Linked DNA regions of Pan troglodytes: region 2 is linked to region 1. The links are chromatin contacts, called in public Hi-C maps. All regions are on one chromosome and are shown on one strand. The core of a region is the stretch at or near the end of the contact, and the rest is flanking DNA. Distances in the headings are between cores, read along the strand shown.

What was found. Hi-C and Micro-C count contacts between places; a contact is called where the count stands out from the background.
Region 2: a Hi-C map of induced pluripotent stem cells shows a contact between it and region 1, with 2.7 times the contacts expected there. The contact joins two enhancer-like sites. A contact is called at or near these places in 2 of 7 Hi-C or Micro-C datasets (induced pluripotent stem cells and stem cell-derived neural progenitor cells).

Annotation. Positions count from the first base shown.
Region 1 is chr7:108,405,820-108,410,788 of NHGRI_mPanTro3-v2.0_pri, reverse strand. No RefSeq gene overlaps it. Among named protein-coding and RNA genes, the nearest start is that of POP1, 46 kb to the right of the region's middle. Within about 2 kb of position 1,343, at least 7 of the 24 cell types and tissues checked have an H3K27ac peak or open chromatin away from gene starts, as enhancers often do. A contact at or near this core is called in induced pluripotent stem cells, where this site is marked.
Region 2 is chr7:108,611,975-108,617,430 of NHGRI_mPanTro3-v2.0_pri, reverse strand. It overlaps STK3 (serine/threonine kinase 3), which reads left to right. Exons shown (of 13, transcript XR_010159291.1): 13 at 3,896-4,328. Among named protein-coding and RNA genes, the nearest start is that of KCNS2, 64 kb to the left of the region's middle. Within about 2 kb of position 1,255, at least 9 of the 24 cell types and tissues checked have an H3K27ac peak or open chromatin away from gene starts, as enhancers often do. A contact at or near this core is called in induced pluripotent stem cells, where this site is marked.

The DNA.
Region 1 (4,969 bases), core at 94-2,593:
GTAGCAGATATAAGGGAAGCCGAGAGGAGAACTGCTGAGTTAAAAGAGAAAAAAATGACGTGGGTGGGAGGTGAGCGAAGAGAAAAAAATGACGTGGGTGGGCACTGAGCCGAAAGGAAGCTGCAAGCTAATTGATCAAGAATGATAGTAATCTCAGCACTTTGGAGGGAGGCCAAGGCAAGAGGATTACTTGAGTTAGGAGTTTGAGACTGGCCTGGGCAACATGGCAAAACCCTGTCTCTACAAAAAATAAAAAAATTAGCCAGGCATAGTGGCTCACGCCTATGGTCCCAGCCACGTGGGAGGCTGACACAGGAAAACTCCTTGAGCCCAGGAGGCGGAGGTTGCAGTAAGCCAAGATTGTGCCACTGCTGCAGCCTGGGTGACAGAGCAAGACCCTCCCCCCAACCCAAAAAAAAAAAAAAAAGAATGATGGTAAAGCTGGTTTCAAAGCCAGCCCCAGAATCTCCACTTGGTCATTTTCTTACCAGACAACAGTCTTGGGGCTTGTTTCCTAGTGATCATTGCAGGTGTGCAATGGGAACTAGAATTCTGCACAGGCCCCTGGGACTGAGAGCTTGCTGTGCAGCTGAACCATAACTGCCCCACTCTTTGGCAAAATCAACTTTAGAGTCTACATGCCGACCTCTGGCATGTGTTCCAGGGTGCTCATCAGGCAGTCCCTGACACCCTACCACCCTGTGTATACAAGTGTGCACGTGCACACACACACAGAAATGTGGCTCCAGACACCCCTCCACCTGGTGTATACAGTGTGCACATACACATGCTTCACAAGTGACAACAGGAAATAATCACCCTGTCTTCTGAGGGCCCTGTGCTGGACATCTATCCCATCTCTCATTCCCTTGACCCACTTTGTGCTCAGCCCTTGCTGCAGCAACTGGCTGGGCACAGGTGTAGGCCAAGGGCACCTTGCCTTAGCCACCCCTAGTCTTCTGCCCCTGGGGCTTCTTGGCCTGCCTTCCGTGAGATGCTCACTGAGCAGGCCAAGCCATTCTAGCACCTGTGCAAACCTGGCGGAAATGAACAGTCCCTGGGGGAACTGTTCATTTAGGCAATAGGAATGGGAGCTGGTAAATAAAGATTATCCTCTCCCGGGCCTCATGTAGACAAAGCATTCCATTCATCAGACTGTCCCCAGAGGGATGGAGCCCCAATTGCCTCCAAGGGTAACCAGCTCACAATGCACACTTGGATTGGCTTTCCTCCTTTCCTGGTTCACTTTCCCAGCCTCCCTAAAATAAACTCCCTACATGAAAGCCATGCCAGGCTCTGTTTTAGAGAAAAACCTGACTAACCCATGCCCTCCAGTGGTAGTGGCTAAATCCTGCAGAACAAGGAAGGAGGAGGCTGCAGACTTCAGAGAGGGCTGGCCCACAGTGACCCAGAACACCAGAGGCTCTCCCTAAAGCCACAGCCCTTGCCTGAGGCTCACTGCAGCTGTGCAGGTTTCTGAGATCAAATTATGTTGAGTCCAAAAAATAATTTAAGGTCCTCTGTGCGACGTTGGAAACAAGAGAAGGAAAGCTAAAGAAACAAGGCTTGTTTAGCCTGGAGAAAAGGTTAATAACCAACTTCATAAAAATAAATGGGTGCTTCTCAATGTTAGCTGATGTAAGAATGCAGGGAGATAGGACTGACCTGGAGCTGAAGGGCCATTTCACCCGTCGGTATGCTGCCAAAGTGGAGATGGCATCTCCCGGTGAAGTAATGAGCTCCTCATCATCGGAGGCATTCAGCTTGTGATGCAGAGGGGTAGACTTACTGGGGATAATGTGGATGGGATTCATTCTTTGGATAAAGCTTTTAAAGTTATTCCTTTTTTTTTTTTTAAGATGGAGTCTCACTCTGTCACCCAGGCTGGAGTGCAGTGGCACGATCTTGGCTCACTGCAACCTCCGCTTCCCAGGTTCAAGCAATTCTCTTGCCTCAGCCTCCTGAGTAGCAGGGATTACAGGTGTGAGCCACCACGCCCAGCCTAAAGTTATTCCTTTTCTAGGCACCTCTTTAAAAATCACGAATCCTTTTCAAACTAGGATTCTGTTAGTATGAGTCTGCCCCAAAAAGGGGGAATGTCGACTGATAAGTGACCTCACAAACTCCCCCAGTCCAAGGACATTGAATTGTGCTTTTCCGCTGTTTTTTTCCTGAGTAGGCTGTTTACTCATGAGGTCTTGGCACCACCTAGTGGGCTCTTTTGTTCATTACAACATGTGCCTGGCCAACAAGAGTATTAACTGTAAAGTTTAATACATACACCCTTTTTTATTAAAGCATCAATTCAACAAAAATGTATTAAATACAAGTTATGGGTTAAGCATTGTGCTATCACCTGGGGTGCAACATTAATCAAACAAGACATGGTCTCACCTTCATGAGGCTCATATTCTAATGGACTAGACAATAAACATGTAAACAACAAAAGAATTAATTGCTATACGTTGTGATGTCAGGAAATAAACCCATTGTGTGATATAGAGTAATGTAAGCAGGAAGAGGCTATTTTAAGTAGGATTGGCAAGGCCAGTGCGGTGGCTCACATCTATAATCCCAACGCTTTGGGAGCCCCAGGTGGGTGAATTACTTGAGGTCAGGAGTTCAAGACCAGCCCGGGCAACATAGTGAGATGCCTGTCTCTACAAAAAAATATAAAAATTAGCAAAGTATGGTGGCACCTGCCTGTAATTCCAGCTACTCAGGAGGCTGAGGTGGGAGGATCACTTGAACCAGGAGGTGGAGGCTGCAGTGAGCCAAGATCATGCCACTGCACTCTAGCCTGGGCAACAGAGCGAGACTGTCTCAAAAAAAAAAAAAAAATTAGCTGGGTGTAGTGGCAGGCATGTGTGGCTCCCAGATACTTAGGAGGCTGAGGCAGGAGGATCACTTGAGCCTGGGAGGTCAAGGTGACAGTAAGCCATGTTCACGCCACTGCACTCCAGCCTGGGAGACCTAGCAAGACACTGTCTCAAAAAATAAAAAATAAAATAAAATAAATGGTGGGCAGAGAAAGCCTCTGCACGTGGAAAATCGTGGAGGAGCCAAGAGCTTGGCCATTCAAGGAGCTGAGGCCAGCATGTTCAGAGCCCAGTGGGTTAGCCCAGAGGGGCGCAGTGGGACTGGAGAGAGAAACGAGGGGAGTTCCATGTTCGTAAACATTTCCTCAAGTGAAAGCACACAAATGGTTAGGGTGGGCTCCTCCAGAACAATATCTAATTAAATTAAAATTTTCAAAACATGGGGAGAGGGAAAAATGCCTTGACATGAACTTGGCCACGTGCCCAAGTCCAGGAAGCCCCTACCAGGGCCATGGGTCACAGCTGTGTGCCCCACTCAAGAGAGCTGCATCTGCTCCCCACACCCTGCTTCAGGGTCCCCATTACTGATAAGCTGCATCTTTATTTATTTTGGAACCTCATTTTTAAAGTCTGGAAGAGTGGTTCTCAACCTTGGCTGCAAATTACCTGGGAGCTGTTAAAACCCCCAAAGTCTAGCTCACACCCTTGACCAGTTAAAGCTTCATCCCAGGAGGGTAGGCCCTGGGCACCAGTGCTTTGAAAGCCTGCAGGTGATTCCCATGTGCAGCCAAGGCTGAGAACAGCTGGTCTGGAAGTATACTCACCAAAAGAAAAACAAGAGACCTCATTTGATATTCTCAAGTAGAGAAGGCTACAGAAGTAATGAGGCTGTTTTCTTTTTCACTACCAGGCCTCTTCCCCAGGTGGAAGCCCTGACTCTGGGCCACCCAGCCCTCGACACTACGCTCTCATTATGTTCCCACCTGGACGCTTCACCATGCAGTCAACAGACCCTGTGAGCTGACTTTGCAGACATGTACTTTTTCGTAATGGCAAGCAGGCCTGCTACAGGCACAGGAGTTCTTGGGTTTCCATGGCCTTGTTACTCAGTCACACTTCCCCAAGGTGCAGAGGGTCCAAGAGCCAGACCTCCGAAAGCGGCGATTCTCCGCTGAGCGGCACATCACAACGGCCTGGGGAGCTCATAAATACTGATCCTTGGGCCCAACCCAAGATTGATTTCTGGGCTACGGCTTGGGCTGTTGGGTGATTCTAAAATGCAGCCAAAGGCCAGGCACAATGGCTCACACTTGAAACTCAGCACTTTGGGAGGCCGAGGTGGACAGATCACTTGAGGTCAGGAGTTCGAGACCGGCCTGACCAACGTAGTGAAACCCCGTCTCTACTAAAAAATACAAAAGTTAGCCAGGTATGGTGGCGTGTACCTGTAATCCCAGCTACTCGGGAGGCTGAGGCAGAAGAATCGCATGAACCCGGGAGGCAGAGGATGCAGTGAGCCAAGATCGTGACACTGCACTCCAGACTGGGCAGACAGAGTAAGACTGTAGGAGAGAAGGGGAGGGGAGGGGAGAGAAGGGGAGGGGAGGGGAGGGGAGGGGAGGGGAGGGGAGGGGAGGGGAGGAGAGAGGAAGGGGAGGAAAGGAAAGGAAAGGAGAGGGGAAGGGGAGGGGGAGGAGAGGGGAAGGGGAGGGGAAGGGGAGGGGAAGGAGAGGGGAAGGGGAGGGGAAGGAGAGGGGAAGGGAAGGGAGCCAAGACTGGAAGCTGCTGTTGCCAAAGAAAAGGCAGCGCCTGTATTCCTCTGTGTCCTCAGGAGGCCTATAATAACCAGAACCGCTGTGAAACTGGGGTTGATGCTTGAGTGGCCCACAGTTGCTATAGGCTATGTATTCTCTGCTAAACAGCTCAGTCCTGGACCTATCTCTGTGCTCCCCAGGCCTCAGATCGGCTGGCTACGAGTAGGCCAGTTAAGACTATGAGGGAGTCCATATAACTTGTCAACCGCCCCCCCTCACCTCCCACTGGTTGGGAAGAAAGAACTCACGCAAGGCATGTGGCCGCCAAGACGGCAATGCTACATTTAGTACATGATGGGTGGTTACATACTAACTTCCCATTTAAAAAAAAAAAAA
Region 2 (5,456 bases), core at 6-2,505, 210 kb before region 1:
CTCTTCTAGGTTATATCTTAGGGAAATTCCTGTACATGTTTTATAAATACTGCTTATAGAAACAAAAAAAAATGAAAACCACAAAATGCCCACAATTGAGGATATGAGTAAAACAAATAAGTCTGTATGATGAATTACTGTACAGCAACTAGAAGGCATGGAGCCAATCTACATATATCAATATAGCTAGATCTAGAATACACAATTTTGAGCAATAAAAGCAAGTTGCAGAATATTATGTATAGGATGATACACTTTTTGAAACAAATTTAAAAACATGGAAAAATGTTATATATTGTTTATCAATACATTCATGTGTGGTGAAAATATAAAGACATGAACTGGGACACATGGAAACCATCATAGGGTTGCTCTGGGGAGGGAGGGAGAGGAACAGGACTGGTGTGAGGACATGAGATATTTTAATTCTGTAATGTTTTATTTCTTTTTAAAAAGATCTGAAGTAAAAATTTACAAGTAAGCATGTGTTCATTTGTGGTGGCAGGCACATGGCTTCTTTCAGGGTGTTTTTTCCTTTTAAAAATAAGCATACCTGGGGTCACTCTGTCTCACTCTCTTCTTCCAGAGCCTGGCTCTCCCTCCCTTCTCTTCATCAAGGAGTTAGAATCAAGAATGTCATCAATCATGGGAACAACTTCTTGCTGTTCTTGTAGGACCTTTTTATCTTGTCTCTGAGACAGTGTCTTTTCTTCCCCTGGCTTTATCAAGGAATTTAACCTTTCTAGCGTTCGTCTAGAACTTGTAGTAAGCGTGATATTAAAAGCAAAGCATCCACTCCAGTGATCTTGGTGGGAAAAAATTACATGATTTCTAAAGTGCTGTGAGTCAAACTCTGAAATGAAAGCTAGAAGACTACTGCATCGATATGGTAATATTCACCCCAGAAGGCTCAGACACGTACATAAAAAGACTATTCACAGTGGTGTGGGCAGAGTTGTGGGAATGCACCTGGATGGTGAGGCTCTGGGGACCAGCAACAGCGGCAGTCATTACTACCCCAAGGCTAAAGGGAGGAGGAGAAAAACAGTATAATTGTGGTCCAGTAAAAACGGAAACTCTGGAGGAGGGGATGACTGGTGGCAACTGGAGTCATGCAGGGCAGCACCTAAGACCAGTACATGACACCAAAGCAGGGAGAGGGTGGAAAATCGGTGAGAAGAAATACCGTGAGCTATCTTTCCTCCCAACTGCTAACCTCTTCTGGGTGCCTCCCATTGGCTAAGTCCAGCTGGAAGGCAAATACGAGGCATTCTGGGAGATGTAGTCCACAGGAGTCACCCCGCATCCCCAACCTCCTCTCTCCCTAGGAGGGCAGAGAACGAATCTGGCATAGGGGTGGGGGAAGATGGAGAAGCAGCAGCCTAAGAGCTAAAGGAATCCAAGTCCTGGCACTAAGCTAGTGATAGCCACATAATTGCGTTCGGAAGAGCAGAGGGAGAGAGGCGCATGCTGGGGCATGCTGCCCTTGGACAGAGGTCACTGTTAAGGAAATAGAAACCAAAGAAGAGAAATATGGCTTGGAATTGGGGCTCTTACTCAGCCTCCGGGGAAACAGACTGGCAGGCCTCCCGAGACCCAGTGTGAGAGGCAGAAGGAGAGGGACAGGGGACTTCAAGATAGGCCCAGAGGGAGTTGGCAGCCAGTGGCTATAAATCACCATCTGCTTCTTCCAAGTGGGAATTCATAGGTAGCCACGGCTGCTGAGTGCACAGATGTGGAAGGAAGCGGGCGGCTGATGGAAAGCAGGCGAGTGGGAGTGAGAGGCGCTGTATGTGAGACCCAGCATCTGCCGGATCCTAACGCCAAGACGACCCTCCAGCCTGAGGCCTCATAGGAAACTGCTTGTCCCACTACCCAGGCTCCAGGCTGTCTGGAGATACCTCCAGGAACCCCAGGCTCGCTGCCTCCCACAGTGGCCCTCCAGCAGACAGTGACACCCACCAACTCACTAAGATTTCTCTCAGCTCCGGGCTTCCCAGCTGAGGTCTGTTTGGCCTGACTGTGACAGAGAGAACAGCGCTGGGCAACAGCTCAGGCCAGGGCAGCATCTTGACCATCTGTACTCCCCTCCCATCCTGCCTGGCACTCTTGAGTGTCTGGTGGGGTATATGAACTTAGAGGCTCCATACTATAGCAATGGCCAGTGGCAGAAGAAGGGGTCCTCAGGCCCTCCTCTGGCTGTGAAATCTCCGCGGTGACATCACTTCCAACCTGAGACTGCTCAAGTCAGGGAGGGATGAGATGAGACCAGGAGGCTCTGCCTCCTAAATCTCAAAGAGGTGAATGTCACTCAGCCCCCCTTGGGGCCTCATGTTCTAACCAAGCAGTACCATGGCTAACCAACTGCAACTAGACTGCATGTTCCTTGAGGACTGGAGCTGAAATTTGGCTGTTTTTTTCTTTTTTCTTTTTTTTCATTCCAACAGCACATTTCCCCTGCACATATCTGGTACTTAGTGATTGTTTAATTTAATCTGATCTAGCCCTTTCCTTTCAGAGACAAGGAAACAAAAGCCCCATGATGGTAGGCATGGTCCTTGGGGGAGCACAGTAAGGGCAGAGCCTGTACCGGAACCCGGGCCCCTTCCTTGTCCATTGCTCTTTCTACTCCAGCAGCATGAGTCTCCTTGTTATTCTGCGAAGTGATTTTCTGGGGGTGCATTTCCACCAGGTGAAGGGCATAGCATTTAGCCTCATATGTTTCCTGACCACTGGCTCCCCACCAGAGATAGATGGACCTTCTCTGGCATTGAGCTGGGTGCCATGGAAAGCTCTGAACTTGATTTGTTATAGAAAAATGCATGCTGCTAAGTCGGTCTCCCCAGGGGACATTTTAGCTACATGACTCATGGGGTCTTCAAAGACCCTGCTCCATTTAAGGCTGATCTATTTGCAAGCATGTGTAGGCTTTGAGAATTTTACAGTGGTTTGTGAAGAGGATGGAGTATACACTCAGAATGCATGAGCCTTTCCTGGACTGTAGATAACATGGTATGAGTGTGTGTGAGAGAGAGACTGATAATGATTGTGTCAAAGCTTTTTAGAAACAGATCACTAACTCTTGTCAGATCTGAAATGATTTTCTGCAAATGGGAATTTGCTGACCCAAATTAGACCTGCAGAATATCTATCCTTCTGGGTTGCTGAGGTGCCCAGCTGTGGGAGCAGACCCAGGGAAGAGGTGTGGCTAAGGAAGTGAAGGGAGCGGCCTGTTCTGCACAGCCCTGGGCTTAGCTGTGACTGTGTGATAGGAATTTAGGTGGAAGCATCATACTTTTGCCCCACTTCACCCCAGCTTCTAAGCCTGTGCTGCAGGAATTTGTTTGAGGTAAAATAAATGGATGCTCTCCTCCCATAAGCAGCCTTTGCCCTAGATCTGGGGAAGGATGGACATTCCTGGCAATCCACCTCGGGAATCAGCTAGATGCTGGGTGGATGCAGATTTGACTTCAGGGAAAAGTGTCCCCCCACAGTATCGCCCATCACCCTGGATCTTCTAAAGCGCAGTGGATTTGTCTTGACCTTGGGGAGGTTAGCTTTGACCAATAGAATAACAGAAGCAGGACCAGCAGAGCGGTCACAGCCCCCCAGCTCAACCTGTAAAGGGAGTGTGCAGACAGTGGCATGCCAGCACCCAGTGTCTCAAAAAAAAGTGTTGCAGCCATTCTTGAGCCCACTCTCTCTTACCCCTCACATCCAAGCCATCAATAAGTGCTGTCAGTGCTTGCTCCAGTAAAGATCCAAACCAGGCATTTCCCTTCTCCCCACTGAGCAAGCTTCACCCAAGCTCGTCTCTACATTCTCTCAAAGGGATCTCTTGACTATTAAAAAGAGCCTAACTTCCGCTTTTCCACCCTCCTTTGCTCTCTTCCAGGTACACTTCTTTGTTGGTTAACCTACCTTCCTTCTGGGAGGAAGGAACACTTTTGCACAATCCTCCCCAGAGGGACATTTGCCACCTGGAATCCAACCAAATGGAGTCTGTCAGGAGCTTGTGCAGCATCTGCAAAGCCAGTTCCAGTTGACAGAGGATTCAGGCTGGCAGTGAGGACTCAGCTGAGATCACCAAACCCTTGGGACTGGCTTGAGTTCAAAATGCTAGGTGCCCTGAGCCAAGAAGCAACAGAACCCACTTGTGGCTCCCTTGTTCTGAAGCCACAAGGCCACATGCTGAAGGCCTGTCCCTGCAGCTCTCTCCAACCTCATCAGACCAGCAAAACCACCTTGTTCCTAGGTCCTTTCTAGAAGCTGGTGTGCCTGGGGTGAAAACATCCAGTGTCCCAATGAAATATATGCCATTTATACAAGGTACGCTGCTTTGTCGTTGTTAACACAGAGAGGGGACTGGAGGCAGGCATTTTGAACTCATGACTTCAAGGCAACCCAAACAGATGTTAAAGCCTGACCATCCTTTTTGTTAAGATCATAAATATAGCTCAATTTATTGTAATGCTCAGAGGTGTCAGGCACTATTCTGAGTACTTCATTAACCCTCTCAACAACCATGAAATTATTATTACCTGCATGCCACAGATGAGGAAACTGAGGCACAGAGAGGTTAAATAACCCACAGGTTTACAAAACTATCAAGTGCCAGAACAAACTACAAACCATCAGCCCAGCACTAGAGCCTATGCCCTTAACCACACCATAATATATATATATGGGGGTCATGCCTTGTTTTAAAAAGAAGCACTGCATTTTTTTTTCTGCAGCTACCACCTCTGGCACCGTGGGCAGGAGGCAAGGCCTGGTCTGCAGAGTGTGTGAGCCTTAAACTCCCAGCATGAAGCTCTTCAGCCTCCAAGGGCGCTGGCCACCTCTGAGCACTCATTAAAGTCAGGTGTAAGTTCTCTCTTGTCCAGTCTGGTTGGGAAGGGGGGTACTCAGTGTAATCTAATACCTTAGTTTATACATTCTGCAGGGTTTTGGGTCTACAGGAGTGTGAAAATAGCAGATTATCAGACTGACAAAATCCAATTTTGACCTTGTGATTTTGTGTCCTGTGGAGCTTGGGTGCTACAGATGTGGAAGGTTGAAGAGAGTGAACTGAATGTTTAGGGACCCTCTGACACCCCTGGAAAATGTTTTTGCAATCCATGATCTTTATTTGTTTATGGATCATTTTGCATAGAAGTAGCTGAGAGCGTGTAATCACATAGCCTCAGCCCAACTGGCCTGTTAACAAAGCTATCTAATCACTGGCATGCCAAGAGAGCCACTAGCCTTGACTACTTTACTCTGACATTTAGTTAAACAGAGATGATGCCCTTATGCCTTCCAAAATGGCTGCATCGTAAAATATTAAAGTAATGAAAGTGTCTGTGAGTGAGAGCTCTCAAGGAAGGAGGAATAATCCTTGCAAGTACAAACAACGGCCAAATGTATCTGACAATGAATGCATCATTTACAGGCCAGCTTGTGGCATCATTAAA